Regions from separate parts of the Mus musculus genome. Here all the other regions are linked to region 2. The links are chromatin contacts, called in public Hi-C and promoter capture Hi-C maps. All regions are on one chromosome and are shown on one strand. Each heading gives the region's core, a stretch centred on a gene start, on an enhancer-like site or on the middle of the called end of the contact. The rest is flanking DNA. Distances are from core to core; before and after follow the strand shown.

Region 1 (4,498 bases), core at 816-3,315, 210 kb after region 2:
CGAGACTTTTTTTTTTCATGCCAGGTTCAATAGAATTTTGTAAACCATCATGTCTAACCACAGCTCATGATCATGCTGATTCCTGACAAGCAGGACAGAGAGGTGGCTTTCGTTTTCAGTGCATCTGTAGCACAGAGAGATTCAGGAAAGCACACAGGTACACACGTGCATGCACACACATGTGAGAGTGTGCCTGGTGGGCATCATAGCTTCCACACCCAAGGGGGTCACTTAACCGTGCTTCTGTTCTAGGACCACTGATTGTTCCCTATCTATCTTGATCATAAAAAGGAACCAAAGCAGGATTCACACGGCTGAATGAATGTGCCTACCGCTTCAGTTGGCACAGTTAGTGGAGTGGGTCAGCATAATGATATTTGCACATAAAAGGCACTGCATGACTCCACAAAGCACTCACTATGAGAATCCAAACCGTTCTGCACTGTATCAGCCACTTATCACACATCCCCACACACCCACTCCCAGTCTTCATCCTTACTGATTTGCCATTCCCCTGGGTCATTGTCTTCCTTTGAGTGAGGTCGGTGAGACCAAAACCCTGAAGAGCATCTCCACTGGTGAAAGATGGAGGAGGCCTTTCCAGAAGAGGAGAACCTGAAGTGGTGAGCGAGGATGAGCCTGAGGGCAGCGGATGCCAAGGGCCCTTCCCCCACGTGCTGTGCTTGCTTTGGTTGAAGGAATTTGAAGGATGGCACCGTCCTGGAGGCATGCAAGATGGCAGGCAATCAGTACACTACACAAACACATAAGCAATGGCGTTGACACAGTTCCTGGAACAGCTTGTCATTAAACCTAGACGGATGAATTTCCCACCAGATGTTGCCTTTTTCCCATTTGCCAGAAACTCCCTCTCTCGTCATCAGTTTCCACCTGGGAAAGCGGTATCCCTTCTGCACATGGATGGGGTGATTATAAACTCATGAAATCCATCCCACAAATCATAGATGAAAATCATTGTCATGGCTTGATAATCATTCCAGACGCTTAGGAAACCGGCTCACTTCCCTCCTGTGATCCTCCCCAACATGGAAGGTTTATTCACCGATCAAGTGCCACCCCCTCCCAACACTGGGAAAGGAATCGAGTTTTCCTCCAGTCTTTTAGAGGTACAAACTAGGATTGTTTAAAGGGAGCGGTGAACAAGCAGCAGCTGTAAAATATTTGCAATCAACTCTAAAGGGACAAAACCCTAGTGAATCTTAAGAGAGTCTCTACTAGAAACTTCAACAATGAATATTTCTGGGAAGGTGCAGAAAACAGCCCACCAAATACAAACAAACTAGCCAGTGAAGTGGCTCAGCAGGTGGGGATGTTGACCACTAACCCTGGCTACCAGAGTTTGATCCTGGGAACACACATAAGAGGAGAGAACAGATCCCCACAGGTTGTCCTCTGACCTCCCCACCAAACCATAAGTAAAAAGGAATTAAAGATTAAAGAACAATTACAAAACCTCAATTAACAAGAAAACAAAACGACCTGCCGAAAGAACCTGGCTGAATATTTATTTTATTTTTAGCAGCACGGAGATTCAACCACGGAGCCTTTTGCAGGCTAAGCAAGCACTCTGCCACTGAGCTACGTTCCAAGTCCAGAGCATTTTTGTTTGTGTATATTTCCCACACTCAATGTGAGTGGAAATTCCTGCTGGCCAAGAAGTACACGTGGTGTGGAGAAAAGGGGGATGAGAGATGTCATGGAAATGTGGGTGTACAGAGCAAAGGAGACAACACCCACTTTTATTATAAGGTAAGCAAGGGGACACCAGATTATAGGTAAGGAAGAAAACTGCAGATCACGGGGCATGACAAGCATTTAAAAAAGGCTTGAAATCGAGTGTCACGCTGGACACATAAAGTGTCACATAGATAAGGAACTGGAAGCAGAAGGACTTTGGCAGAACAAACCCTCAGAGCGCCAAGGGCTTTGCTTTTCGTTTTATTTGTAGGTTGCTCTCTAGCAGGCTCTTCCCAGAACCGTTTGGCTCTGCCTCACCAAGTCATTCATTAGTATTCTCCAGCTGCCCCCTGAATCCCCAGCCAGCTGCATCTTCACGTCTGTTTTCCTCCAATTCCTTCCCTTCTTAGAATTTTCCTGGTCACACTACAGTGGGGGCTCCTGTTTTGGGCACTGAGAGCTCTCCTTAACAGAGGAAAGATAATTACAGCCCTGCAAACTCAGGGGGGAAATAATTGTCCATAGATTCTCACCAACATTGTTTCCCCCTTGGTGAGAACAACAAATGGTTAGAAAAAAGCAACCAGGGCTCTGACTTGTTGCTTCGCTGCAGCCATTGCTCTTAGCAGGAGGAAAAACCACATGAAGCACACACCAGAATAAAGAACCCGGGAGTCATGGTGCAGGCGGCTTTCTTGACAAGAAATTACGCATTTTGATTTGAAGGCGTTATCAAGCATGTTGGCTGCTGCAAGCCAGCAGCCATGGCGCCAGGACTGCTCCTGATTTCAAGACGAGGATCAAAAGAATACCTCCTTTTGAGTCCAAAATTTTCACCGCCGCTTTTGTCTGCGTGCCAAGAACCGCATTCACAGGGGAGTTCAGAATTACTTCAAAGACCTCATCATCTTCCTCTAATCCGTCATAGGTAATTGCTATATTCCACATCTTAGTTGACATTCCTACAAGAAGTAAACATTTTAATTACTCTTTAATTGCTATTTCAATCACCTAGGTGTCAGAGAAATATATTAATTAACATGTCTACCGCTAGACTGCAGTAGCCCGAGTGAGCTATTGTACTGCCACCAACTCACTGAGGCCCTGCTGTTCTCCCAAATAATATAAAAAGAGTGCATTTGTTCCTGGACAATGATGACCGGCCTTCAATGCAAACACTGTAACAAAAAGTAAGCAGCATTACACAGGGGGAGGATAAAAGGTTAGTAGACAAAATCCCAGACATAATTTTTCTTCCAACCCCACCCCCTCTGTGCCTTAGAATAAATAGTTACTACGATTTGAAAATCTTAATAGTTGCAAAAATCTTAAGAGGGTGCAGCAGACAGAAGTGATTTTTGGATGGTACTTCAGGCACCTCACAGAATCCTTGACGTGATTCATGTACTCCAACTGCTGCCTGCATCGGCTGCTATCACCCCCACCCCCAGATCTTCTAGCCCATGGATGATTTTTCTGATTGATGCAATGTTCAATAGTTGCATACTCTCCTAGAGAGAATGTATGGGCTGAGGATTGTACCCATAGACTGGTCCAGCCTCCATGTCCCCTCTTTGTGTCTAACATGGAGTACAAACAAGTTTATTCCACATAACCTTCTGAACTTAACATAACTCTTCATTCGCTAAGATATCCCAGCCAATCTGTCCCATCAGGATGGAAGGCAAATTCAAATCGGAGACACAAAGTACTCAGGCTAGAAGACACTTCTGAAACAGTCTCAATCTCCAGCAGTGTGCATGATGGGAACTGTGAAACATCTTCCTGACTTACTTAGAAGGGAAGGTGAAGGCAGAGGTAAGCAAGCTGAAGGCTGCTTGGTGGCATAAGAGGCAGAGACAGGGACAAAGGACAGTAAGTTTACAGTTTAGGCTCTAGAGCAAAGCTTGGAAGTCTGTCCTGCCTCCCCTGCCTATGGGTGCTTCCATATCCATAAGTCTTTCTCTATACAGTGGCTAAACACTCTTTCCCAGCCTTCTCTTCTGAAAACTGACTTTTTTGCTTGCATGCTGATATGTCTGTTACTCTGTCACCTACATGACAGCCACCTTCTCAAAAGTATGTCTCATAGAGTTCTTATGGCCCATTCAGCATATCATGGATCCCTGCAGCATTCATTAGAAAGGATAAATTGTTCACTTCTGAACTGGGCTGCCTTTATAGGGAAAATGGGGGCATCTGCAGTCATTTTGGTAAAGAACAAGCTGGTGTCCGATTTATGATGCTTTCAGCATCTTCTGTGGTCTCAGATGATCTCTTTTTACAGTCTTTGCAAAATCAGAAGTTGAACTATCTAATATAAGACATTAACTAATTCCCAACTCACTGATGGACGAGTGGGTCTGCCAAAATGTGTGTTTTATCCCTAAGTGCTTCCCTCTGCACTAGACGCTATGGAGAACACCAGACATGCAGCATAAGCCAAGCTCTGACCTAAAGGAGTTTGAAACTTTTTGGAGGAGACAAATTGTCTTTGGGTACCCAAGAAGATTGGTCTCAGGACTCCCACTGAATGCCAACATCTGCAGCAGTTGCTTAAGTCCCTTGTATACATACCCTGTGCAATTCTCTTGTAAACTTTAGACCATCTGTAGATTGTTTATAATAGCAATATAATGAACACTTTGCGAATCTTGTACCTTGACCCAGTTAATGACAAGAAAACCAAAGGGTTCACAGTCATTACAGAAAGAATGTTTTTTTTTTCTGATTATTTTTTGATTTGTGTTTGGTTGACTAGGTGGATATGGGACCCAGGGATTCTGCAGCTCTTCTTCTT
Region 2 (4,176 bases), core at 702-3,201:
ATCCTTTCTTATACAAAACCCTGAAGTAATTATAACAACGAAATGATTCGGTTTCATGGTAAGAGGAGAGTCATGGTAAAAGAGATTTTAAGAACTTTAAAGAACCATTAAAAATATTTCTTAAACCTTACAAAAACAGGGCACTGACACTCGGCTGGCCCTGGTGTGCTTCCTGTTTCTTCAAGGGCTTTACTAAAGATAAGCAATAACATAGCTTGATTAATCAGGTGTCCGGCAAAGCACCTGTCACCCCAAGTTTCTGATGACATATTAAATAGTAATCTCTTAAACACTTCGGTCCCAAATTGACAAGAGTCCATAAAACCGAATCATCCTAAGAACACACCATACATGTGACATAATTAAGTCTAAATATAAAAATGACTTGTGCAAATATTTTCAACTTGCTATTTTATCTTTAAACACGTCCTTGTCCATCATCTGCATCTTCTTAGACAACACAATAACATAACTAAAAAGTAAATAAACAACCATCTGTCCACTCTTTAAATCAAGTATTTATAACGTACTTCTCATGGGACACTGAGTCTGTGGAGCAAGATGACGGCATTTAAGGGCACATCAGCGACCAGCTTGCTGTGCTCACACCAATAGGTTTTCAAGTAAAATTTCTTAGCACAAACTTTAACTTTTTCCCCCAACAGTAAATGCCTTGCTTAGTGAAAATATTAATTTTAATGCCCAGTTCTTAGACTATGTTAATATGAGTTTCAGGAGGCAGGGTCACTGATAAATGTCACTTCAAAGCCTTAGTGTGGGCATGTGTAACAAGTCTTTTACACAAGCTTTTTGCAACACTGGAAAGGAGTTAGATCAGATGCACAACATACTCTAATGAGAATAAAAGGGGTGAGAGGGAGGGGGAAGGGGCATATAGAGACAGAGATCAGACTTTTCCTTTGACACAGAGAACTCAAAACAGCAACAAGTAGCAGCGGGGAGTTCAAGTAGCAGTGGAATTCTGGGGCTCCCACATCTCACACTAAGAAGAAAGTGTGCAGAGAAGGAAGACAGCAGGCAGTGAGGTGGGGACCCTCGGGAGCCCACAGGCACTGTACCCACCTTCTAGAAACTTTAACACATTAATAAGAACCCCTCTTGCCCAGCAATGCCAGAAGCCAGGGCTCCTCGGAAGGAGCTGCCTTCTGTCCGAGGACTGCAGATGGACTGACCGCCAGGGCAGCCATATCCCTCCCCACCTAGGAGAAAATGCCCACAGTCTCCCGATGTACTTATTGTGAAAATGGGCTGCGTTGTAAGCACAACAGCTGTGGAAGCAGTTGAGCCACCGCTATCTAGGCACAAACGCAAGGGTCAGAATTGATGGAGAGCAAAAGAAAAAAGTGACAAAAGAAAAAAAATTGCCCAGATAAATTAGTCAATGACAAAGTTGATAGTCGCATGAAAAGCTGGCTAGGGAAGATTTCCCCATTCGTGTCACGGCGACAGCATACAAGAGACCATTGTCCACACACGGGACCCAGCATATTGAAAGTTATCACGTAGCCGCTCTATAATGGGAAGAGGTTTTCTTCCCCCAAACTCCTGATGGAAGAAAGCTAAAACTTGTCTGCTCCTGATACTACTTTTAAAGTTGATTTCGGGGTTCACCCGTGCTCCGTGCTTCTTTTCTCTCCTCCCCACATTTGCAGCTGGACAAATATGAAAGTGGGGGGGGGAGACAGTAACAACAAACCCACACACATTTGCCTGAGCAAAGAAAAATAATGAACTGAATATGCATATCCTCATTAACTAAATTTAATTACGCTGAGTGGCATAGTAATCAGTGGTCGCTCCGGTTACAGTATTCACTGAAAGGGAGGTGGATTCCAAATTAAGGCAAAGCATGGGGGACAGTCGCATACTGATGAGGGAGCTGCACACAACGTGCCACAATACACCGTCTAAATCATTATTCGAGACACCGAAGAAAGAAGTACATTGCTGTGTTCTAAGACCAGTGCAGGAACAATTAGGCAGGACGGCTCCAGTCCCCTACAGCCCGACCGCCCGCCCCGGGTCTCCACGAAGTTCACAGCAGCCAGCCTGTCTGTGGTCCACCAGGATATTTGCATTTTTTCTTTATTTATTCTGTTTTCCTTTTTTCTCTCCTAGAAGTGAACAAAAACTCACCCTGCCTTTTCAGAGAGAAGGCCTATGCCCCTGGCCACAATAGTGGGAAGTCCTATCTAGCTCACTGGTGTGCAGAGCGCTCCAGGTTCCCACAACTAGAGCTTGAACTTGCAGCCGGCAGGCAGCAAACTTTTACAACACGTGCACAGAACAACAAAGGAGGCGCTCAGAGGGAAGAAGGGAGGGGGGCATTTGGAGGGAGGATGGAAAAGGGGTTATCATGCCAAACTTACCATCCACCAGGTCCTGGCTGACATGTCATAGCAAAGCTGCCATTTGATGGAGCTGTCCGACGTTTTCCCAGCCATCCTGCTGTCAGCGACCTTCATCAGAGGCAGCTCAATGGGAGATAAGAGACCTAGTCGAGGAAACATCAGCGGTGGCTTGCTGGACTACATGTAGGCCAATCCTTATCACACTGCATCATGGGAAAAGCTCCTTCATTAGCAGGAGGAACTGCAACCTCACAGATAGAAGGACAAGGATCAGTTCTTTTGCCTCTTTTTTTTTTTTTCCTGGTCTAAAGGGATTGGTGAAAGTAGCTAGCGTTCTTTGTGTATCATGTGTACAAGAGTGAAGTAGCTTGCAAGTGGGCGGCTAACTGCCTTGCTGGGCGATGCAGACTAAAGTTTATTTGCATTCTTCTCTGTTGTATATTGTTTGACATGGTCCATGGTCCTTGCTGAGCAGATGAAGAGAGGGGAGGGGTAGGAGGGAGGGGAGAAGGGAAAGGGAGCTGTAATTGCTCAGAATTAATATCTCCCCCAACAAAGACATAACAGTTTCATTGACATAGTCGGAACACGGTTCATATGTCACTGCACACAAGCATGAAGCATGCAGGAGTGCATGTGAGAACACACACACACACACACACACACACACACACACACACACACACAGAGTGGAACACACAGGTAGCAGCTGCAGCTGGATTCAGCTGAGGTTGCCAAAGGCTACAAACTCCATTCTCATACTGGACATATGGAAACAGTTTAACTCTTTGAAATCACTGTTCAAGAAGAGCCAGGCAGTTTCCAAAGATAAATCAGCTCTGGGAACTGGCTTTCAATCAGGAAGATACCCAGCTTGCTGCTCCCTTCCTTCTAAAGGTGACCCAGAAACAGGAAGACATAATTTAAAAAAATGAGGAAGATGAGGGCCAGGTTTGTGCATGGCCTGACTTTAAATTCAGCTTCTGCTTTAGGTCTTCTCTGGGCAACCCTTCAAGGAGGTCCCTTCTGCCTCCTTCTGGGCTTGGCACTGATTTCCTGGGGAGCACATACAGGGAATGGAGACTAATTACTAATAAAAGCACTTGCTTCCAATATCCTGTCCTCCCTCCCTCCCTCCCTCCGTCCTCAAGTTCCCAAAGAATTAGGAAAAAAAAAAATCCGAATAATTCGGAGAAAATCTTACAACCAGAAAGCCAAGTCAGGACAAGCTGACACAACTCTTTCTTTTGCTAAAAATACAAACAAGTACATCTCTGCAAAGTGGCTGCCACATAACTTCAGGTCCCTACAGCACCGGCAAGGCCCAGCAAGCTCTCTGAGTTGATATTTTATCACCCAGCCTCTCACATGCCCTATCCGTATCTCTGCCAGCCTTTTAGGCTTAGGGTTCATATTGGCTGCACACAGTTTAAAGGGCCAACCTCCTGTTTGATTTGAGCAGAGGGAATAGGGAAGTCACTGCATTGCCCGAGTCTTCTGTCCTGTCCATTCAACGAGGGCGATGCTGTCAAAGCAACTTGTTTCAGCTTGGAGCTTCAAGGGTGAGAAGCAACTGCTTCCAAGCTGAAGCGCTGTTCCTTGGGTATTTTTATATTCACCTAGAGGGACATGTCAGGCACACTCGCAGACAGGCTGGGAGCTTAGGGTGGCCTGGCTGGGGTTGGCAGCAGAAGGGTCTGCCTCTTATAAAATCAGCTCATCATCACCCCCAGGGCACAGTGGGCTTCTGTGGCTCCCTCCTCCACTAGGGTTTTTATTTATTTGCTTTTATTAATCATTTTAT
Region 3 (4,703 bases), core at 875-3,374, 230 kb after region 2:
AATCATGAAATTCTAAATGCCTATGGTTCATATTGTGTGTGTAAGTAGGCTCTGACTGGTTGTTTTGTGACGACAAAACACTATTTAGAATTTTGTTTGTTTATTTGTTTTAAAGCCTCCCTCTCTTGTCCCCTTAGTGTGCGTGTGCGTGTGTGTGTTCAGAAGACAGCTCTTAAGAGTTGGATACGGGGGCAGGGGGTGTATGTTGGGGATTTAGCTCAGTGATAAAGCATTTGCCTAGCAAGCGCAAGGCTCTGGGTTCAATCCTCAACTCTGGGAAAAAAAAATTTAAATTAAAAAAAAATAAAAAAGAGTTGGATAGGGAAGTAAACTCAGGTGTTCCGGGCTAAACCCGCACCCTGTTTGTTATCAGAAAAATGTGTGTTTAGTTTCAGGAAAGAAAACCAAACCAAAATCCGTGTCTGCTTGGGCACAACTATTCCGCTCAAATACCGAGACAACGCAGAGCAATGTTTACTTCCATGAGCCCCCTCAAAAGGAAGTAACAGACAGGATGCTGGGCCCAAATCTGAGTTATTTTTGAATTATCTGTCCGCGGGCATCTTTCTTCACGGGTTTGAGCCATCTCCAGATGATAGCGTCATCTCCAGCATGAGCCTATGGAAAGAGATCTCTGTACAAGGATGCCTATGCCAATCTCAACCAGTCTCCTCAGAAGCCATAGCGCTGTTAACCACGTGATAATGACTCGACTGTGACTAACAACAAGGCTTGTAAAGGGTTCAAGTGTGGCGAAAGCTAGTATCATTGCTGGGGGTAAATTCTGTCACTCACACCATGCTGGCTGGCTTGCGGAGGGCCAAAGGTTTGTACTCACTCAGGGGCAGAACTGAGCAACACTGCATTTCAGTAGAACCATTTTTAAACGACTATAAGGCTGAGTGAAGTCAATTTGTTAACAGTTTTAGAATGTAGTCAACTATTTTTCTTGAAAATAACGTCTTTTCTTTTCTTTTCTTTTCTTCCTTTCTTTCCTTCTTCTTCTTCTTCTTCTTCCTCTTCCTCTTCCTTCTTCCTTCTTCCTTCTTCCTTCTTCCTTCTTCCTTCTTCCTTCTTCTTCTTCTTCTTCTTCTTCTTCTTCTTCTTCTTCTTCTTCTTCTTCTTCTTCTCTTCTTCTTCTTCTTCTCCTTCTCCTTCTTCTTCTTTTCTCTTAAGGTAAGTTATCGCTATCTAATCTTTAGCCCGTGATCTCCAGGAATCAGTTCCCTTAGGCAGAGGCAGTTTAATGGGTGTTTATAGCTTCAGGATTTTAAGTCCAGATACCTGGTCTTCCTTGTTCGTACCTGATCCCTAACACCCAGTGCTGTGCGCCTGGCATATGGTAACCACGGGACCAACATCGTCTGTGGGGTTATTTAATAAACCAGGCTGAGGGACTGCACTTGAACAGGCAAAAGAAGCCGCATCAGAACGCATTTCTGAGACAGGATGTCTGGGTTTGCTAGCAATGGCTGTAGCACTCTCTGGTGGCGAGTGGTGAAACTACACTACAGAATGAGGACACGGAAAATCCAGCCCTGAGAACATTTTCTCAGTTTCTCTTCCCGTTCACAATTCGACATAGAGGGAGCATAGTAGGGCTGTGCTCGTTTATGCTATTATTTATGTCTTGGATATGGTGAACACAAAATTTAGAACGAATTAAATGTTCTCTGAGGCGTCTGGGAAAGGCAGTAAATAACGAAAACGAATGCAGCAGGAGAAATGGACGGATGGACCTCATTGTGACCATCTGTCAGCCAGTAAATTATTCAAGGTCTATATCCAGAAGCATCTGGGAAGGAGGCACAGTCACTGAAATTATCCTGCTCTGTTAATCTTGTTAATATCACAGATTTGTTCTTGTTATGGCCACTATCCTACATCATATATATTTGTGTTTATAAATATCACTTAATATCCCCTCTACTCTATTTTTGTTTATACTATCTTCTTCTTGCCTATAAGGCTTGTTAACTTACAGAGGCAAGTGTTTTCTTTCTTTCTTTTTTGTAAGAAAGAATATATTTGGCTGCTTCTTTCTACTTCATCCCACCCCCACCTCCGTCCCCACCCACCATGGCTCAGAAGCCAGTCGTGACTAACACAGTCCTAGAGTGACCTCTGGCTGCAATACGAACACACACAGGCTTTGAGCTCAGTCCTGAAAGGCCTCCAACAGTCACTTCCCAGGGTGTGAAAGGCGATGCATTTACAACCGTGATAAAAAGGGTGCTGTTTGCTGAGCCTTTTAGTGCCTTTATAATCTGGGAACTACTGGTTTCTCCATCATCTAGAAATGATACAACAGAAATCCCCTCTCCAAAATAAATTGCATGAGCCTATGAAATAGTCCATCAATTTACCCTATTAATTGTAAAGGTTTACCCTGTAAACATTTACCCTATAAACAGTGAAAGACCTGGTATGGAAAAGATTATTTCACGTTCTTAATCGGATAAACGTGACATGCAGAGCCAGTGAATAATGGAAAGTTACCTCTGGGGAGTGGCAGTGTTCCCTGTGGGGTCCATGGCCTGAAATTCCAGGATATCGGAAGTCACTTGCAAAGAAGGGTTTATGATGTAAAGGATGGTCTTATGGCTTAAGTCCTTCTGGCTAAATCGCTCGTGGATGAATTCACCTACAAGCAAGAAATAGATGGATCTCTCATGGATAATCAAATCAAACATCACTTGAGAATTAAAAAACCACACAGCTGTTTTGTTTCAAACAGATTTAAGGAATAGAGTGCCGGGCTGGGGGTTCTATTCAGGCGGTAGTACTTGCCTAGCATGCATAGAACACACCCAAAACCCTGTATGGAGGCATACACCTGGAACGCTAACACTTGAAATAAAGAGAAAGGATGATCCAAAGTTAAAGGCTGTGTTCTACTACATATCAAATTTGAGGCCAGCCGCTACCTGAGACCTTGTTTTAAAGAGAGAGAAAAAAAAGCCAAAGTCCATTTAAAGAAAATTAGCATTGTTGCACCCATGCTCAGATACAAATAAGATTGACTCAAATTCCTCTTTAAGTTTGCTTTGCTTTGGAGATACTTGCCTTATAATCCTAAACTAAAGAGAAAGGGAATGGGGAGTTAATAAAACCTGTCGCCTCTGCCATCCTGTTTAATGAGTTGTTGTGATCATTGCCTTCCTGAAGCAGAGCTAATATAAAATTTAGCAAAGCTATTAGGGGAAAAACCATATTTTTAAAAAAGCAGATGATATAATTGGGGATTCATACTAGGAGAAAGAAATTAATCTCAAATATCAATCTCACCCTGGCACTGTGTTCTGAATAAAACACAACATGAAAATAAAACAAAATAACAAGTCAGTGAAGAGTTCAGCTACTGTGTGTCAGGAGCTGTTTCTCCTTATGAAGATGAATTTAGAAGATTCAGCTTCAAACCCCTATTAGCAACAACATTGATTTATAAACTGAGTCTATCAGCAAGCCCTAGGGAGCACTCACCAAACGGGCCTACCTACACTTACCTGAGTTCCTCTTTAGCTCTGCCAGCAACTAGTAGTTTAAAATGAGGACTTACAAGGACTGAGATGGAAAGTACACCCGCCCCCCCAAAAAAGATGGAAAGTACCTGTTGTTGTGTTCTCCAGACGTCCGTACAATGGGCCTCGTAAAATCTTAAAGATGATCTGGTCATCCTCTGTGTCAGGGTCTGATGCCTTCAGCACACGGGAAGTGATGTAAATCCCATAGCAGCCATTTTTCAAGAGCCCCACTTGAGTAGGGGAGTGCAAGTGTGTGATACGGGGCGCTGCCTTGTCCAGCTGATCCACCTGAATCACCAACGTAGCGTTACACAAGGACTTCTCTCCCTATGCTACACAGGGCTTTCCTGGCTCAACAATAGTGAACTCCTCAACCCAGAGATCGCTTGGAGTCCTTATCTGTTGATTTCTGCCGAAGCCTGTCTTGTTCACCCTATCCTAACAAATACAGAGACAAGGGCCAAGGTTTCCTTTCCATCACAAACCTCCACCCAGCTTTATGATGTCCCCTGTCTGAATTTCCTTACAATATTAGCTTTATGAAGGGACATACCACACCTTCCCACCCAATGCCCATTCTTGCACACAGCACTATGCATGAACCATGACAGAAGCACAAGGAAAACACTAAAAATGACCCCAAAATTACATGGCAAATTTAACGTCAGCACCACGGAAAGATTTGCTGTGTTTAATGAACTACATAAACAGAATCCTAGGTTTTTACAAATGCCAAAGACCTTTCCCACATGCCTTTGCCCAAATGCCAAAGTGTTGAGAAGAAAAGCTGAAATAGTTCACTATAAAAATTATGCAAGTGATTATCTTTAGCCTGTATATTGTTCCACTAAGGCTGAAGACCACCAGACTCAATAAGTGGACTAGATACTTAAGGGTGGTGGATTGGGTAAGGCTGTGTCAGAGATGATATCCCTGGGGCAAGCTGGCTAGCCAGATTAGCTGAACTAGCTAGCTCCGTGTTCAACAAGGGAGCCCTTGCCATTGGAAAATAGAGTAATCAAGGAAGACACTCAAAGTCACCCTCTAGCCACCAGATGGACATACATACACACATGAGCACACAAACATGCTCTCACATTTGTAAATAAGCATGCACACACACCCTACACGCATATGCATGCAAAAAAAAGCGTGTTTATGTTTTCTGGATTTGTTGTA

Evidence for each region. Promoter capture Hi-C pulls out the DNA fragments that hold promoters and counts their contacts. Hi-C and Micro-C count contacts between places; a contact is called where the count stands out from the background.
Region 1: a contact with region 2 is called in a promoter capture Hi-C map of neural stem cells. The contact joins two enhancer-like sites. A contact is called at or near these places in 2 of 39 promoter capture datasets (liver and neural stem cells), 4 of 484 Hi-C or Micro-C datasets (the 3T3-L1 cell line, cerebellar granule neurons, cerebellum and 1 more) and 2 of 9 other capture datasets (adipose tissue and embryonic stem cells).
Region 3: a contact with region 2 is called in a Hi-C map of cerebellum, with 4 times the contacts expected there. The contact joins two enhancer-like sites. A contact is called at or near these places in 5 of 39 promoter capture datasets (embryonic stem cells, hippocampal neurons, liver and 1 more), 8 of 484 Hi-C or Micro-C datasets (the 3T3-L1 cell line, cerebellar granule neurons, cerebellum and 4 more) and 2 of 9 other capture datasets (adipose tissue and embryonic stem cells).

The regions. Positions count from the first base shown.
Region 1 is chr4:82,914,121-82,918,618 of GRCm38.p6, forward strand. Frem1 (Fras1 related extracellular matrix protein 1) reads right to left here. Exons shown (of 37, transcript NM_001198811.2): 30 at 2,511-2,660; 31 at 500-720. Among named protein-coding and RNA genes, the nearest start is that of Gm33260, 7.3 kb to the right of the region's middle. RefSeq lists an enhancer at 1,253-4,151. Within about 2 kb of position 2,066, at least 52 of the 459 cell types and tissues checked have an H3K27ac peak or open chromatin away from gene starts, as enhancers often do. A contact at or near this core is called in cerebellum and neural stem cells, where this site is marked.
Region 2 is chr4:82,703,125-82,707,300 of GRCm38.p6, forward strand. No RefSeq gene overlaps it. Among named protein-coding and RNA genes, the nearest start is that of Gm11269, 13 kb to the left of the region's middle. Within about 2 kb of position 1,952, at least 43 of the 459 cell types and tissues checked have an H3K27ac peak or open chromatin away from gene starts, as enhancers often do. A contact at or near this core is called in cerebellar granule neurons, cerebellum and neural stem cells, where this site is marked.
Region 3 is chr4:82,932,362-82,937,064 of GRCm38.p6, forward strand. It overlaps Frem1 (Fras1 related extracellular matrix protein 1), which reads right to left. Exons shown (of 37, transcript NM_001198811.2): 26 at 3,611-3,812; 27 at 2,500-2,644. The region is part of intron 2 of Gm33260 (a long non-coding RNA gene); the gene reads left to right. Among named protein-coding and RNA genes, the nearest start is that of Gm33260, 11 kb to the left of the region's middle. Within about 2 kb of position 2,125, at least 58 of the 459 cell types and tissues checked have an H3K27ac peak or open chromatin away from gene starts, as enhancers often do. A contact at or near this core is called in cerebellar granule neurons and cerebellum, where this site is marked.